Linked DNA regions of Ovis aries: region 2 is linked to region 1. The links are chromatin contacts, called in public Hi-C maps. All regions are on one chromosome and are shown on one strand. The core of a region is the stretch at or near the end of the contact, and the rest is flanking DNA. Distances in the headings are between cores, read along the strand shown. Region 1 holds the start of ZNF503 (zinc finger protein 503). Region 2 overlaps LRMDA (leucine rich melanocyte differentiation associated).

Region 1 (2,700 bases), core at 111-2,610:
GGGAGGGGGTAGAGGGGGCCAGCTGGCAGCCTGACGACTGCACTCAACGTACCCCGAAGGGAGTACCATGGCTTGGGGGGTAAAAAATCTCCCGTGTTGGACGTCGCCACTGCCTGTCTCGGATACCGAGAGCGCTCGGAACTCTGCGCGTGGCCCCAAAGGAACGGAATCCCCAGAGGTGGAAGGGTGTTATCTCTCTCTCCAGTACCTAGAGGAGCGAGGCGCACACCCCAGGCCAGCGCACCCTTCTCAGCGCCCTTGGCGCACCTGCGCACTTTACTCTCACTATTCATTTTCCTGACACCGAGCGCCTCTTTCTCTTCTTTCATTCTTTTTCTTAGAGCCCCCGCCTCTCATCCCAGGAGGCTGCTCCTCCTTCCCCCTCCTTCAGTTCCCCCTCAGTCTCTTCCTTCCTCTGCGTCTCTCTCTCCCTCTCCCTTTTTCCCTTCAAGTCGCACCCGCCTTGTAATCAGCAACAAAAGCTGACATAAATCACCGGCGGATTGACAAGAGCTGACAAATAACTGATTGATTGCGGTCGAGGAACATTGACAATTGATGGAGGGGTGGAGATGCCCAGAGAACTCGGGAGGGGGGCGCGGGTAGAAGAGAGGGTGGCAAAGGAGAGTAAGAATTGCGGGGGGGTGCTGAGTGTGAAACAGAGGAAACATGTGACCCCCCTCCTGCCCCAATCTGCGCATCTCCGGGCGTCACGTGGCCGGGAAGGGCGGGGAACCTAGCTTAGAGCCGAGACTTGCCTCCTCCGCCTCCGCTGCCCACCTAGCTTCTGGTTTCTCTGCCGCCGAATCCCGGGAAATCAAAGCGGGCGGGCGGACTTCCTCCAACACCCGCTCCCCACCTTTCCTTACCCAGGCGGCTGCACCGCAGGAGATTTCAATTACTGAGGCGGGGGAGAGAATACTTGGGGGTGTGGACCTCCGTGGCGGCCCTGGAGTTGACAGTCCGGCCGTTGTCCAGACTCCTGCTAGTGCTCCTTCTGAACACGCTCAAACTGTTCCTTGCAAGCACCCTCCTGCAAAAGAAGGTTTCAGTTTATTCTCCAGCTGGGGAAAAGGACGACGAGGAAGAAAAGAGAGGGAGGCGGCAGATAGCAAACGTAGAATAAATGTCCAGCTCGTCCTCCGAGCGAAATCTAGGGAGGGGACACGCAGGGGGAGCGGCAAAGAGGGAGCTGCCCATTAAAACCAGCGCTGAGAGTCCTGGCGGCGGCGGCGGCGGCGCGGGACGCGTCACATCCCCTTGACCCTCCAATCACCTCGGGCTCCCATTTGATTGGAAGGCGGCAAAGGCTTTAATCTCCCCCTCGGTGCAGCTGCTTTTGAAGTGAGTTTCCTCGCCAGAGCCCCGGCTGGACAGGCAGCGGCTCACATCGCGGAGAGCAGCGCCAGCGCCGGGCCGCGAGTGCGCAGCGCAGGGGCACAGCCCAAGGCCGACACGGCTAGCCACCCGGCACTCCCGCAGTCGGGCCGGCTCCTCCCGCTCGGCCGCGGCTCCGCTGCGGGCCACCCAGGATTATTCGCTTGTGGCTCCAGGCGCCAAGAAGGCGCGCTGGGCGCCTGTGACCGCCGAGCCAGCTCCACCTCCTCCTGCTGCTCCTGCTCCCCGGGCGAGAGCGCAGCCCGGAGCCCGCCCCGCGCCTCCTGGAGCCCTCCCCCCGCTGCTCCCATGCGCGCGGGTGGGTCATGAGCACAGCGCCCTCGCTTTCTGCCTTAAGAAGCAGTAAGCACAGCGGCGGCGGCGGCGGCGGCGGCGGCAGTGCGGACCCTGCCTGGACCAGCGCGCTCTCTGGAAATAGCTCCGGCCCCGGCCCAGGCTCGTCCCCGGCCGGCAGCACCAAGCCTTTTGTGCACGCTGTGCCCCCCTCTGACCCCCTCCGCCAGGCTAACCGCCTGCCCATCAAGGTGCTGAAGATGCTGACGGCACGGACTGGCCACATTTTGCACCCTGAGTACCTGCAGCCCCTGCCTTCCACTCCCGTCAGCCCCATAGAGGTAAGGACCCTATCCCCGGATCGCGCTGGGACCACCACTCTGGCTGCCCCTCCACGGGATTTCTTTCTCTTGTGATCTGCAGGGGGTGAAGGTGGGGGGATCGGAGTGATTCAGCTCCGGGATGAGGGGAGAGGATCGTGCTCCCGCACCTTAAAACTAGGGCGGAAAGAGGGGAGGAGGTAGAATGGGGTGTGAATGCTAGGAGCCAAGGCAATCAAAACTTGTTTCTTCCATTGGTGTTAAAGCCCCTACCTCGACCCAGGCCCCCTCACTCTCAGGCCAGAAGACAGACGGGAGTCCAAAATACGGTTCCAAAGTCCCGGTCCTCCGGTTTCCCAGAAGCTGGTATTTGTACACAGCCTCTAAGGCGCCAACGACCCGAGCCCTTACTCTGAAGTATTAGAGGTGGGGGTGGGGAGTACAGTTCTGGGTCAAAGAATCAGAAACCAAAACATTTTTCGAGTTTGTTTTTTTTTTTTTTCCAATCCAGTTATCGCTTAGAGAGGACAGGAAAGATCCTGGTGGCGGGGCTGGGGGTGGGGTGGGGGTGCTGTGGCCTTTCTCAAGAAAGAGAATGTGTGTGTAGAAGGGATGTCTCCTAGATTTGCGCCTCGGGGCTGGAAGGATCTTTACGGTCTTGGCTGAGGTGCGCTCGAAACCTAGAAGGCAGGATTCTAAAGGGTTTCCC
Region 2 (2,765 bases), core at 94-2,593, 380 kb before region 1:
AAAGAATCCATCTGCCAATGCAGGAGACATGGGTTTGATCCCTGAGTTGGGAAGATCACCCAGAGAAGGAAATGGAAACCTACTCCAGCATTCTTGCCTGGGAAATCCCATGAACAGAGCCTGGAGGTCTACAGCCCATGTGGTCACAAAAGAGTCAGACGCGACTTAGCAACTAATCAACAACAACAAAGTAGAAGACCTACGGGGCAAGTATGTAATTTTATACGGAAAAAAAAAGGGGGAAATGTAATTGTTGAACTTTCTGTTTTAAGAATTATACCATAGTTGCAATTACAGCTAAAAATATTTTTGATACAAAATATATATACATATATACATAATTTTGAGTTTTGGCTTTTAAGATCAAATTCCAAAATTTCCCTGATATTTGCTATTACATTTTACTTTCCATTTAAGTTGGTTCACTTTAGGTGATCCTTCTTCTCCAGTATAATTATCTTCATACTACAGCCCTCCTCTGGAAGATCCTGACCACCTGAAGCAAAAGCAGAACTACAAGGCAGCCTAAATATCTTTCCCACTCTCACTGTGTTCCCACACTTGCCTTTCACAGACCTGGTTGATTCTGTATCAAAGTGTCCAAAGACCTTCTTCACCTCTGACAACTACAATTGACTTGCAAAAAGTGGAGACTAGAAGGTATATAAAGAAAGTCTGAAAGCAGAAGCAACAGGCCCTCCTAGATCTATACTCAGATCCCACTGCTATTAGAATAAAATTCCAATTTTCAGAGCTCATCAGACCCTGAGAAATCTGGCCCCCGCCTGCCTCTTCATCTTAAACCTCTTTCAGTCTCTTCACTTGGTTATCTCTGGTCCTCAAACTTGCTAAACCTCCTCATACCCTGTGGCCTTCACATGTTTCTGAAATGTTTATCTCCAGTTCTTTCCATCTGATCCACAAGTATCAGTATAAGTGACTTTTCCCATCAGCCTATTCAAAGTACCTTCAATACAGATACTTAGTAGACATTGAAAAACTATTTGTTAAATGGATGAACAATGGATAGATGGATGAAAGGGTGAGTAAATGGATGGTTGGATAGATGGAGCTAATTTGTGCGGGAGAGTCTTTTGAGATCTACTGTCAATCGCCATCATTCCCTAAGGCCATTTTCCAAGCAATTGTTCCTTTCCTTTGGATCATTTGAGATTGAATCAGTGAATCCAGAGCTAGGCAGGAAAGAGCCTGATTAAGGTCGCTGCATCAACCCCCAGGGATGGTTCCCTGTCATCCATTTTCTCATGCTCTGTGTCAAGTCTTGCCTCCAGCCCCTCCAATGGCAAAGCTTCCCTTACCTCCCCAGGGGCATGTCCACACACTCTCCCCATTGTGAAATCTGTCCTGATTTTCCCAGCCTAAATTCCTCTCTGCTTAACTGCGCCCCATTACTCACAGCTCTCTCCCTCTGGACCACAACCAACGACAGCTCTGGAACTCACATTCTCTTCCTGGCTTTCCACAACTTCCCAGTTCCACTCCCTAACCCTTGATGAAACAGCATGGCGTGAGACCATGGAGAAGGGTTCACACAAATGTTCAGAATTAGAATTTGGTCAACACCAGTCTCACCGCTCCCCCATCTCCCTCTCTCATCCATCATTCCCTCCCCTTCCCTCCCCTAGCCTGCACAGAACCAATCTGGCTTTATTTTCGCATTACACAATTCTTTCAAAACATAATCCTATGCTTGAATAGAAACGTCAAGTTTCTGGAAGGCCATACAAGAGTTGTTAGTGATGGTGGCTTCTGGGAAAGGGAAGGTTGTCGAGGAAAAAGATTTTGTTGTTGTTGTTGATACCTTCTGCATTTTTCACTGTGCACATATAACTATTTTTTCAATTGTGGTATGATACACATAACAGAAGTTTCCATTTTAACCGTCTTTAAATGTAGAGTTCAACCACTCCCACCATGGAAACAATGTTTTTCAGTAAATTTTTAAATTAAATGTTTATAATGTAGCTCTTGATCAAATGGATACATGAGACAAAGAAAACAGGAAAGAAGGTGCTCTGCCTGGCATGAGCCACTGGAAACAAAGATTAATGTCACTTAGCCATTTTTGATGTATTAAAAACTTTAAAATACAGGGAGAGAGACACTTCATAAAACATAAAAGGAGAAAAGGAAAAAAATGCAAAAATTTTGAAAACTACAGTTACACACACACACACGCATTATTTATAATTATGGTGGGCCAAAAATAAGCATGTGCATATTCAATGAAGTATAGGGAACAGACATCTTAACAAAACAGAATTATGGCTATCACAGCAGTCTGTGAGAAAAATTATTAGCTTTATTACTCGAAAAGTAGTTTGAATAGGAGTCTTCCAGCTGTTCAATCTGATCATCAGAACATTGCCAATTTTCTCTGCCACAGAGTCTTTCTGTGCAGTGGGTAACTTGTTGCAATTAAGGGATTTTTTCACTTCTTAATAATTCTCAGATTTGGAATGTTTTTCTGGTAAGTAACCATCTAAGTGGTATCACACTCCACTCCTCTGATATAATTTTGTAACTTGCTGGAAGTGACAAAGACTGCCACACGTGAAGACGGTGATTTGTGTGTCTCGAGTAGCTGTACTCAAAGTTAAATTCCCCCCATCTGACAGCATGAAGGCTGCAGCAAACCTCTGATTGCAGTTTCTGCAATCAAAACACTCCCTCAAATCCCACAGGTTTCATAGGACATGCACACTTGGCCCATCCCTGATGAGTTCCAGCTTCCATTAAGTCTG

The links. A called contact is a pair of places that touch in the nucleus more often than the background predicts.
Region 2: a Hi-C map of tail adipose tissue shows a contact between it and region 1, with 2.2 times the contacts expected there. The contact joins the enhancer-like site here to the promoter of ZNF503 in region 1. A contact is called at or near these places in 2 of 16 Hi-C or Micro-C datasets (skin fibroblasts and tail adipose tissue).

The regions. Positions count from the first base shown.
Region 1 is chr25:30,348,400-30,351,099 of ARS-UI_Ramb_v3.0, reverse strand. ZNF503 (zinc finger protein 503) reads left to right here and starts at 1,360. Exons shown (of 2, transcript XM_027962213.2): 1 at 1,360-2,012. The coding sequence starts at 1,704. LOC114110806 (putative uncharacterized protein encoded by ZNF503-AS2) reads right to left here and starts at 1,615. Exons shown (of 4, transcript XR_006058018.2): 1 at 1,277-1,615; 2 at 870-1,033.
Region 2 is chr25:30,731,264-30,734,028 of ARS-UI_Ramb_v3.0, reverse strand. All of the region lies in intron 2 of LRMDA (leucine rich melanocyte differentiation associated), which reads right to left. Among named protein-coding and RNA genes, the nearest start is that of TRNAG-CCC, 310 kb to the right of the region's middle. Within about 2 kb of position 1,343, at least 4 of the 54 cell types and tissues checked have an H3K27ac peak or open chromatin away from gene starts, as enhancers often do. A contact at or near this core is called in tail adipose tissue, where this site is marked.